Linked DNA regions of Gossypium hirsutum: region 2 is linked to region 1. The links are chromatin contacts, called in public Hi-C maps. All regions are on one chromosome and are shown on one strand. Each heading gives the region's core, a stretch centred on a gene start, on an enhancer-like site or on the middle of the called end of the contact. The rest is flanking DNA. Distances are from core to core; before and after follow the strand shown. Region 1 holds the start of LOC107950780 (beta-carotene isomerase D27, chloroplastic). Region 2 holds the start of LOC107950727.

Region 1 (5,529 bases), core at 1,216-3,715:
AAAGAGTATATGAACTTATAGCGAATTTTAACCTAATTAAAAGTGTTAGTTTTGTTTTCAATAAGGGTAATCGCATTGATATTCCCAAACTAATAATCCGGATGTAAATATAATCTTCAGGCTTCAAAGTATTCTAATTAAGTCTTCAAAGTATCATTAGTCATTACTTTATCAATTAGATTATTCGATCAACTTGAGTGTTAAATGTTAGTTTGGATAATGACGTAGAGCATATATAAAATGTAAATAATCCTCCTAAATTTATTTGAAGTATACTACCTCTTTTATTTGACATATTAAATGCAAGTCATCTATGCAACAAATATACATTTAAATTCTAATATGTTAAAAACCATATTCTTTTTTAGAAATGTGTCCATATTGTAGTAAATATGTAATTGTTTTAAGTTAATTTAATAGAATATGTTGAAAATTTTTTTGAGAAAGTATGTCGTTTTTCTAAAAATTTATCGATCTATGTTGATTTTGGAGAGAGAAAGGAAAATGTGTCCAACAGGACACGTTTTCACTGCCACATTAGTGAAAATACGCCCTGCAGAACGCGTTTTCCCTTCAATGGTAACTTTTCCAACGACTACAAGGGCTCCAACAACCATAAATTTTCCTATATAAACCCCTTTAAACTTCATTATTTTCAACCAAATACTCAATACTCATTCTTCCATCCTATATTCTCAATCCTCAATTTTCAATTTTCAATCCTCAATTATTTTTTTAATTATTATTTTTTATTTTTATTTTGTTCGGTTTTATTTTGTTCATTATGATTTTTAAATGGCAAACCAACTTATTCGTTTGGATGAAAAGCATATCTCCGGTGTTCAATTAGAAATGGTAAGAAATTTTATTAAATTATTTAATTTTAAATAGTTAATTATTATGTTGTTTAAATTATTAATTTTTTATGTTTATATACTCAACCCGAAGATCAAATTTTGGAGACGTACATGTGAAGATGATTATGGCTATCAACCCCGACATGCACGTGAAGATGAAGACGAAGGAGATGAGGAGCTGTCAACCCAAATAGTGCAACGGAACCCTAGGTGTGCCTAACACCCACCCAATTGTGGCACACATTCGAGATGCCGATGATTATGTTATCTTGTAATTTTTTGTATAATTTGTTTTAATCCCAAATGTACACTTATTTACAATATACGAAACAAATTTATTAAATTGGATTGATTTGTACACAATCATATTGTGAGTTTAAAATTTACAATTATTTATGTTAATTTTTCATTTAAGTTTTTCTTTGTCCATTTGTTAAGTACAATATTTTCAGAAAGAAAAGAATTACTTAGAAGGTTCGAAAAAGGATTAAAACTTTGGCTTAAGTATTGTAATATATCTTATTTCAATAATTAATATTAACGTACATATCTGACATTAATTACCCTGATAACTCTAGTTTTACATTAATTCTAAGTAGATGGATTTTTCTATATGTTCCACAAGTCAGACCAATTCAAGCGAATCAAATGAGCCCATTTAATAAGTTGACATCTATGAGTCGTTCTATGCGCAATAATCATGAGCTTTAATTCGCGACCTGTGAGATATATATAGTATTATATATAATGTATAGTAACATTTTAGAACAAAGAAGAAAAATACCATTAAGTGAATTAGTTATAATTTTGATAAGTGACAACTCTTATTATTTAATACCTCGTTAATTATAATTTTATAATATCAATTAAGACCCATTATTAATTATTTTACAAAGTGATTTTATAAATGTATACATTTATATTATTCGAGAGTTAAAAAGAATATTTTTTATAGAGTCAATATCCGGTTTAATAGTATCGCTTATATTGGACCAAAATCTATTTTCGCCCTAAATATATACACTCATATTATTAAACATTTTAAAAATAAATAGATAAATAATATTGCTTATAAATGTATACATTTATATTATTAAATATTTTCTAAAATGCTTTCTACAAAATCAATTTATATGGTAAGAGTTAAAAATTTCTTAATCTCATTAATTATTTTACAAAGTTAATTTAAAAACTTTTTTTATATATATTAATTTTAATAATTTTTAATTTTTAATAAAAAATTTTCCATAAACTTTTTTTTCTAAAATCAATTTAAAAAGCATTTTTATTTTACTTCATCACTTTTAATAAACATTTTTATTCCTTTTTTAAAAATTAGATTAAAAAATATTTTAAAAATTACTATTCAAAATTTTTTTCCAAAAACTTATATTAATGGTTAATTTTGTTCAAATAATATAAATGTAGCTGGCTTGCTTGGCTTCACAAATTCCAGACACCGTGTTAACAGCAAAGCCAATGCGTGGCATCTCTTTAAGCCTCAGAAACATATCCGACCACTTCTCTATTCCTTCTTCCAAATGGGACCATCCTTGTTTTTTGTTTGGAAATTTCACTCTTAACCTTGCAAATGCATTTATTTAATTGTAACCAACATATTAAAATTATTTAGAATATGAACCCCAAGGACAACAAAGGAAATAATTATTAATCTTCTCTCAGTGATGATACGTATGGCCATCGATTATTCAATGGCGGCCATGCAACCTCAGCCAACCACATAATCTTTACCTTTTTTTATTAATTGTTAATGAACAGATTTGATAACTTTCAAGCAGGCAGGCAGGCTGAGCTTTTGAGTGTGCTTTCTCGAGAGGAAAAAAAAAACAAACAAACAAACAGCAGTTAAAAGCATAAAACCATGGTGGCTTTAGGCCTCCAAGCCACACATTTGATTTCCCCTCAAAAGTTACCAATACGTAAACAAAGAACCTTTAGCAACATTGTCATCCGGAGTAGTATTGCAGAGCCGTCGGGAGAACCAGCACCATTGGGACAAAAAACTAAATACAACGATGGGTTGTTTGCCAAGGCATTTATGGGTCTTTTCGCCCGCAAGATGGAGAAGTTCGCGGCTGCACCAAAAGCTGGAACAGAACCAAAGAAAGGGGTTTTCGACTATGACTATGAGAGCTTTGTTGAGGTGTCAAAGAGAGTAATGCAAGGGAGGTCTCGGTTGCAGCAGCAACAAGTGGTCCGACAAGTGCTCTTGTCCATGCTCCCACCCGGCGCACCAGCTCAGGTGAACAACTTATTATAGTTTTAAAAATTGGAACTGTTCGGTAAGTTGTGTTTTAAAGTAATTATCATGTAACCTTGTTGCTGCTATGGATGCAGTTTCGGAAATTGTTTCCACCAACAAAGTGGGCTGCAGAGTTCAATGCTGCACTCACTGTTCCTTTCTTCTACTGGTTAGTTGGTCCATCTGAGGTAAATTTTGTTTACTCTTTGCTGTTTTGCACTTTCTTCTGTCATCTAATTGTAACCAATGTTACTTGGTACGATGAATGAACATTAGAGATAAAATTTTTAGATTGCATTTTGTTTTCTTATTAAAAAATGGTAAATTAATTTTTATATATTAGATAAAAAAATAAATTAGTCATTTCTCTTAAAAATTTCACCAATTTATACCATTAAAAACTGGCATGATTGATGAAAAAATCAGACAATAAGGCATGACATGCCACGTATACCTCATGTTAACATACACTAATCAGTTTTTAAACAGTAGAAATTGATAAAATTTTTAACAGAACTAATTTACTCATTCTGTTTAGTATAAGAGACAAAATACAATTCAACCCTTGATACAATAGACTTTATGATATTTTTACTCAATACAATTTCTATATGATACTTTTACCAAAAATTAAAACCTAATTCGGTAGGAATTTTCTATATAAATACCAAATAAACACAATTTAAAGTTTGTGAATGGTTAATTCTACTCAATAATGTTATAATAAATGCGATTTTTGTAACAGAGGTGGTAACATTTTATTGGATTCCCTGCTTTTCAATGTAAGATAAAGGTTATACCCCTTTGATCATAATCCTAAATGGTCATCATTCCAAGCAACATAAGCTTGCGTTTCAACATCTAAAACTCACACTTTCTGCATTTTTGCATCTCTAATTCTAACTGATAATAATATTTATTAGGTTGTGGAAGTGGAGATAAATGGAGTGAAGCAAAAAAGTGGGGTTCATATTAAGAAATGCAGGTACAGAACTTGATTCATTCATTCATATATGAATTCATGAATGCTCTTAAATCTACTTAATTCTGCAATATTTTTTTCTCTAAAGGTACCTAGAGAACAGTGGGTGTGTTGGTATGTGTGTGAATATGTGCAAAATTCCAACCCAAGATTTCTTTACCAATGAGTTCGGCCTTCCATTAACCATGATCCCAAGTATGTTCTTTCAAAATTTTGGTCTTTGCCCTATTGAATTTTCAGCTTCATGTTGGTAATGGTTTAAAAGGTTAAATGATTGGTCCTCAGATTTTGAAGACATGAGTTGTGAAATGGTGTATGGACAAGTTCCACCATCTTTCGAGGAGGACGAAGCATCCAAGCAGCCTTGTTTTGCAGAAATATGTAAGTTAATTCCAGTTTCATTGTAGCAAAAAAACAAAAAAGGGCTAAGTTCTCTTATGAAGGAGCCATTAATATTATTTTTTCTTACCATTAAACACCATGCGCAGGTTCCATGGCAAACCCCAAGTCTAGTGTCTGCCACAAATTACAAGCTTGAGATCATACTTCCCTGCCTTAGTTCTCTTGCAGGGAAAAGAAGTCGAGGGAAAACTACCTCATATACATACATACATACATGTATATATAGTTCAAGACTTCTTTCTTATACCCTGTTAGTCTACATGATCTTTCAACCTACATACATCTTATGCTCTTTTCTTTTTTCTTTTTGTTTTTTCTATAATTAAGAGGAAATGCAGGCAAAATTTGATAACATTATTTAAAAATCCGTGTATATATTTACCGGTTAAAGATTATTTAATTATTAGAATGTTTTGTCTACCGTGTTTTATATAATTTTATAGAATTTAATTACAATTAGAAATAATAAAAACTTACAATAATTAGATCCTTTAAAATATTAGAATTTAATAATTTTTAAAAAAATAAAATTTTAAATAAAAAAACTAACTTTGAAAATATATGAATAGATAATATCCAGTTTAAATATCAAAAATTTATATTATTATTAATAATTCGAATTTCAATAACGATATCAAATAGAATTAAAATCAAAGTGAATTTAAATAATAAATATTTTTGAGCTTATATTTATACACATCATAGATTAATATCAAATAATAAATCTAATAATTAAAGTCGTAAGATATAAATTCATAAAATAAAAATAATCCTTCTAATAATTAAAGTCGTAAGATATAAATTTTATCTCTCGCTTTTCATGATTTCGTTGAAGAAACTTGTGCTACGTCAGATTTGGGCCTAGTGTGAACTGCAAATCAATGGTGTGATGGGATTAGGGCCATAGGGCCCAACAACTTCAATTTGTCATATTTTTTCATAAAATTGAGACTTAGCCACATCTACCTAATGAGCTCAATTTTATAAAATGGTAAAGCATAATAATATTCTTTCAATTATTCCGT
Region 2 (5,529 bases), core at 1,899-4,398, 330 kb before region 1:
GCTTTGGCACTATTTTTTGCAACCTTGGTGATGGTATGGTTTTCATCGTGGGTGGCACGCAAAACGATGATACGATTATTCCCAATATCTGATGCTTGAGTGCTTCCTCTCTCTCCCCTGTCGTTGGCGATCAAGGGCTATGGTATGTGAACACCTAGATCTTTATGGGTTTGGACCTAGGTTCGTTAGTCCTTGTGTTCTTTTCAGTTTAATTTTATTTTTGGTACCTTTTTTGGACTTTGATGTACCAGAACTGTCTTTCCTTAATCGAAATTTTATTTGAAAAAAAAATGTAAGCTTACCTTAATAACATTGAGTAACAATCTGTAATTGCATGCCTAAATATATACCTCCTTAATAGCTTCTGATTTAACCATCCTCTTGTAGTTCCCATTTCCCAACATGCATTTAGCTTCCATTTCCACCATTTACCAACTTTTCCAATTTCATTACATAATTTGGAATTTTTTCCCCTAAACATTTTACACATTATTTGGAATGATAAACCATGGAAATATTTAAGTAAATTACATTAAAAAAAAAGAGTTCAAAAGAAATATTAAAGCAGTAATGAGCTTCTTTTAGTTCCACATCTAGGTATCAACCATGTTAACCCTCCTTCCTCCTTTTCTGTCTGCACCAATCTTTGCCTCTTTTCTATATTCATGTTTTGCATGCTCTTTTATACCATCAGCATAGCATTTCATGCAGATCCAACAACTACGATCAAGTTGAGTTATGATGCCTATCATTCTAGTGTTCACTTTTTCCATCATCCTCCAAATCATTCACCTGTTCATGCTGTTGTGAGGGCCTTTTCGGAATTCCCCAATGCGGGATCTCATTTCTTGAATGTTCTTCAGCATCAGGCAAATTCCTATGTTCTCTTTTCTTTACCTGACATTAAGTACAAAACTGGTATCAGTTATAAAAGCAGAAATTCAAACGGGTCAAAACAATTCTCAAACGGTTTAAGTCCCTGATACCTCGGGTTCATTATACCCTTTGAAATGTTCATCTTCCTCTCTACTCCTTGATGAAAGATGCTTAGCAGCCTCACTAAAAATTTGAAAGCCTTGAAGATCACCATTTCTTATGCTTGCTTCCAGCTGCAACAGTGAGCAATGTAAGTAACAATGCTATACATTTATGCCCAACTTTCAGTATATACTCAAACGTAGCGTAGTTAGTCATAACCAATCAACACTAAAACAACAGATATGTTTAGAGGCTCCATATTACATAACGGGAGCACAAATCATTGATATAAAAAGCCATCATTGGACAAGACTTTAATGCAGAAGTTAAGAGATACCATGACATATTTATAACATCACCATGTAATGATCTTTATAAATTTTGTACCTGAACATGAACAATGCAAAATAGTATGCTAGCAATAGGAAGCCAGCTATCTTCTGGGGAAAGAGAGAAATTTGACCTGTTAAATCAGTGAAAAAAAGAACTGCATAATCAAATTGAGGAAAACACAAAAGTACCTCATTGTTTCAGTTTACGATCTCATTTTGCCTCACAAATACAATGTTAGCAGCATATCTAGTTGACATAGACCAATGGTTTAAAGGAAGGTCTCAAGTTATAATCAAGGATGGTTGTCATTATGAATATAACAAAAATGGGTTCTTAAATAAGCCAAAACTCGAAGCAATACCAACAAGCACCTAAATAAAACCATTAAGAGGAGGAATGCACTGATTAAACAAAACAAAAATAATTGTTCTCAAAGCTTGAAAAAGGTTATAACTTATAACTTTGTATGAACAGATAAAAAAGAAGTGGACACTTTATATTAGATTGCCTTGTTTGAGTTTACAAAGTAAAACTTGAAACTCACAGAAAGAGGCATAACAAGTAATCCGGTAACAACTTACAAGCATTCCAGTTCATTGTCCTTTGCAGAGGTAGACAAAGACTGATGAACATGATTTTACGGTCAAAACATGATTAAACCATAACAATCATCACCCAGATAAGTTCCCGGGAAAGGCAAGGCAGTCGCTCTGGGAAAGGGACTCGGAAACAATCCTAACCTCTTATCACATTTCATGAAGATAAAAGGAGACTACCAAGTCCCAACATAGACCCTTGCACTTACATATTTCAGCTCAATGCTATTATTATCGCACCCAAAATCATTTCTAACAGAGTCTTAAGTTTATGTAGAAGAAACGTTGAAGTCAATGGACTTTGCACTGCCTCCATTAGACCCAAGGTTTGACATCATTGCAGCTCTCAAACTAAAGCAAGCTAAGCATTTCAAAGATAGAACAATTTGGATATTCATTCCAATTTGGTACTCCGTAAAAGTGATACCTGAGGTAAGGAACCAAGTATACAATAGAATACACGGCGTAGCGCCGCTTTCCAGTATCAAGACAAGCAAAAACCCAGCTCTATCAAATCAAAGACCAAAAAGAGAAGTTAGCAATTTAAAACGAAACCCCACTTCCCCTTTCAAAAAAAAAGTGAGAATTTCAATGTCTAACCAGCCAATTGAAGTAAGGGATAAAACTAATAATTCCCATAGCCGCAAACCTCGTATCCCCTGCATCAATAATCGAACTACCACCATCTTCTTCCCCTGTATCGGCGGCAGGAAGAAGTAGTGAACTCAGCATACAGGCGCCGATTGCAGCCGCAAGGGGAGCATCCGGTGAAAACTCCGCTCTGCATATTCCTCTATTAATCTTCTTCTTCTGTAAAAATCCATAATCAACAACCAAAAAGAAAAGAAAAAGAAAACAACAAGAGAAAATAAAAAAAGAAAAAAAAATCACCTTTTTGTGGGTTTTAGGAAAGCAATGAAAAGCAGGTTTAAATTTGGGTATTGAAGAGGGTATGAGTGAAGGGATTAAAGAAAACGAAGAAGCGGAATAGGGTTGAGAAAGGTAAAGGCAGATCATGGTTGGGTGGTTGCAGCCGCAAACATTAGCAGATGAGTGAGGAGTATGGCGCCCGCCTTTCCTCTTTGTTGGTTGCGAGAGATGAAAGAAAGAGTGGGAAGTTGAAAAGGCTGGGGATTTTGGGAAGGGTGACAAGTGAAAAAGCCTGGATGTTGACAACGATTTCAGATCCTGGCCTGACGTTGGATGTTTCTGCCAATTGCTTTCCTGCCGATTTTAAATTTTTATTCAATTTAAAAATGTTAACTTTGTTTTTTTTATTAAAAAATATAAAAAATGTAATTTTAATTTTTTTAATAAATTGTAAGTTAGGTTAATAGAATGAATTAATGAATTTATTTTTAAAAAATAATAGTTTTGTCTTTTTAGATTAAGTAATATAAAAAAATGTGAATTTTAATTTGTTGGTAAAAATAAAAATAAAAAAGTTAACTTTATTTGCTGGTAAAAAAGTTTATCAATTTAAAATAGTAATTATATTTTTTTGGATAAATAATTGTTTTTAGATAAATTTATGTTTCTTTTGAAATTTTACTATTTAAAATTTAATTATTATATTAAAAATAAAAAATATAAAAATATGTCATATGGATATAAATAGGTATATTAGATTCATAAAAAGTTATATAAATAGTTTTAGAAACATAAAATTTGAAGTATATTAGTGCAGATAAAGGCTATTTTTAGCTATCTTTCACGACGGCGAGGCAGTATAAGGTGTTGGCAACATTAGCCAAGCGGTCATTGTTGTCACACCAACATGCGGTGGTCGACAGGGTTTCATGTTGGTTCTTGTTTCACAAAAGTCTGTTCTTTTTTTAGACTCATTCGAAATTAGGGAGTAAGGGGTCGAAAGAGCCTACACTATTGCCAGCTAGCACGATTGGGCCAAAGCTGAGTGTAGAGTGAGGGTTTGTCCAAACAGGTGCAATAAGTGTTTTTGGCAAATTAGAAGTTTTGTTGTCAAATTCTTCTCCCTTCGTACAAACGTATCTGCTTTCTTGTGAATTCTGCTTTTTTCGAGTCTTTAAGAATGTATGGTATACTACAACAAAGGTACAATTTTCTTCTTTGCCTTCTACATCAGTATTGATCAAGTTTGGTTCTATTGAAGATAGGAGGAAAATCTTTGACCAGGTCGGTAGAGCTTCAATAAATCTCTATTTTGCGATGGCGGAGTGTATTGATGGTTGCCCTCATGCCAACTATGATTTGTCTAAGGTATTTTTTTGGGCGGTTCTAAATGTTCCTCTTACTTGGATGAATCGAGCCTAGCCCTTCAACTTGGGGGTCTATAGTTGAGGTTCTGGCTATTGACTAGAAGGATAGAAAAGAAGGTTGGGGAGGATATATCCATGCCCGAGTTAGGATGGACGTTACTAAGCTATTGTGCAGAGTTTTTAAATTTAAGAGTTCGGGGTTGAATGGATAGTTTTGGGCTATTAAACTTCTGTCATAACTATGGTTTTATGATCATACTATAGAGTCTTATTCAACTGTTAAGGTGATGTGGGTGTTGGACAATATGAATGTCACATATATATAATAATAATTTGATGTTATTATTTACTAACATAGAATGTTACTTCAAAATATTACATACTATAAAAATTTCTTTTACACATGGTTTACGGATCCAAACACTAAAAATGGAATATTTGCATTTAAAGAAACAAAAACAAAATTCAGAATATCATGCCTCTATCATTATGTTTCTCTTCATAAACTAAAATAAAGTCGAAAGCTTACTAAAAATAAGCAATCACTTAAAGCCCACAAAAATAGTCATTGATTAGATAATTCGTTCTTTTGGGGCAGATGAAGAAGAGTCATGATGGGATTTATAGTGGTTGTTGGAGGAAAGTAATGATTATTTTGGTGGGTTTGGTCTACGCTCACCGCACAAATTGCTAATACACGATATCAATGGAGATGGAGAGGGGGAGAGGGGGTGAAGATGAGGAAGGTTGGCTCACCTATTCTAGGACCGAGAGCTGGACAGGTAGAGAGAATTAGGATAATGCTTAACATATCAGGGCTTTAAATAAAGATGAGTCTCCCTACTAAGTGATATCTTAAGGTATTTATAGGAGGGATGAGGGCCCAATAAGAGGCCCAACTAATTCAAATTAAAGTAAGGATATAACAACTTCGTTCTTAATTTATTTAATTCGATAAACAAATATTCATACTTAACATCTTAGAATTTGATCCTCATTAGACACCATAAAAATAGTCTCCCTCTTCACTATATCACTTGATCGAGATCTACACTTGTATTTATAAATTCCTCGTCACCTTGAGACATTTCCATGGAAATGATTGAAACAATTTGATTAATTTTGAAAATTTCAAAGTATGATTTTCAAAAGAAACAAATTATGAACACACTGAAACTCATGTATATAGAGTTCATAAGCCTAAACCCACTTTTTTAAATGACAGTTGATTATTGAACCATAAGAGGTTACGCGCTGGGCTTACAAAGTAGCAGTGTTGATTTTAATGGCTTAACCCCATAATGGAGTATATTGGGGCCTAGAAATGGACTCCACATTCTCTTTTGTTTTTAAATCTATTTAAATTAAGTCAAAAAATGTTAAAA

What was found. A called contact is a pair of places that touch in the nucleus more often than the background predicts.
Region 2: a Hi-C map of leaf shows a contact between it and region 1, with 3 times the contacts expected there. The contact joins the promoter of LOC107950727 here to the promoter of LOC107950780 in region 1. A contact is called at or near these places in 8 of 34 Hi-C or Micro-C datasets (hypocotyl, leaf and petal).

Annotation. Positions count from the first base shown.
Region 1 is chrD03:34,649,283-34,654,811 of Gossypium_hirsutum_v2.1, reverse strand. LOC107950780 (beta-carotene isomerase D27, chloroplastic) reads left to right here and starts at 2,465. Exons shown (of 6, transcript XM_016885739.2): 1 at 2,465-3,120; 2 at 3,216-3,308; 3 at 4,044-4,105; 4 at 4,191-4,297; 5 at 4,388-4,483; 6 at 4,591-4,780. The coding sequence starts at 2,740. The coding sequence ends at 4,640. LOC107950781 (a long non-coding RNA gene) reads left to right here. Exons shown (of 2, transcript XR_001698205.2): 1 at 1-855; 2 at 949-1,200.
Region 2 is chrD03:34,975,607-34,981,135 of Gossypium_hirsutum_v2.1, reverse strand. It overlaps LOC107950727, which reads right to left and starts at 3,148. Exons shown (of 6, transcript XM_016885654.2): 1 at 2,799-3,148; 2 at 2,508-2,717; 3 at 2,335-2,414; 4 at 1,366-1,441; 5 at 987-1,109; 6 at 394-897. The coding sequence starts at 2,924. The coding sequence ends at 754.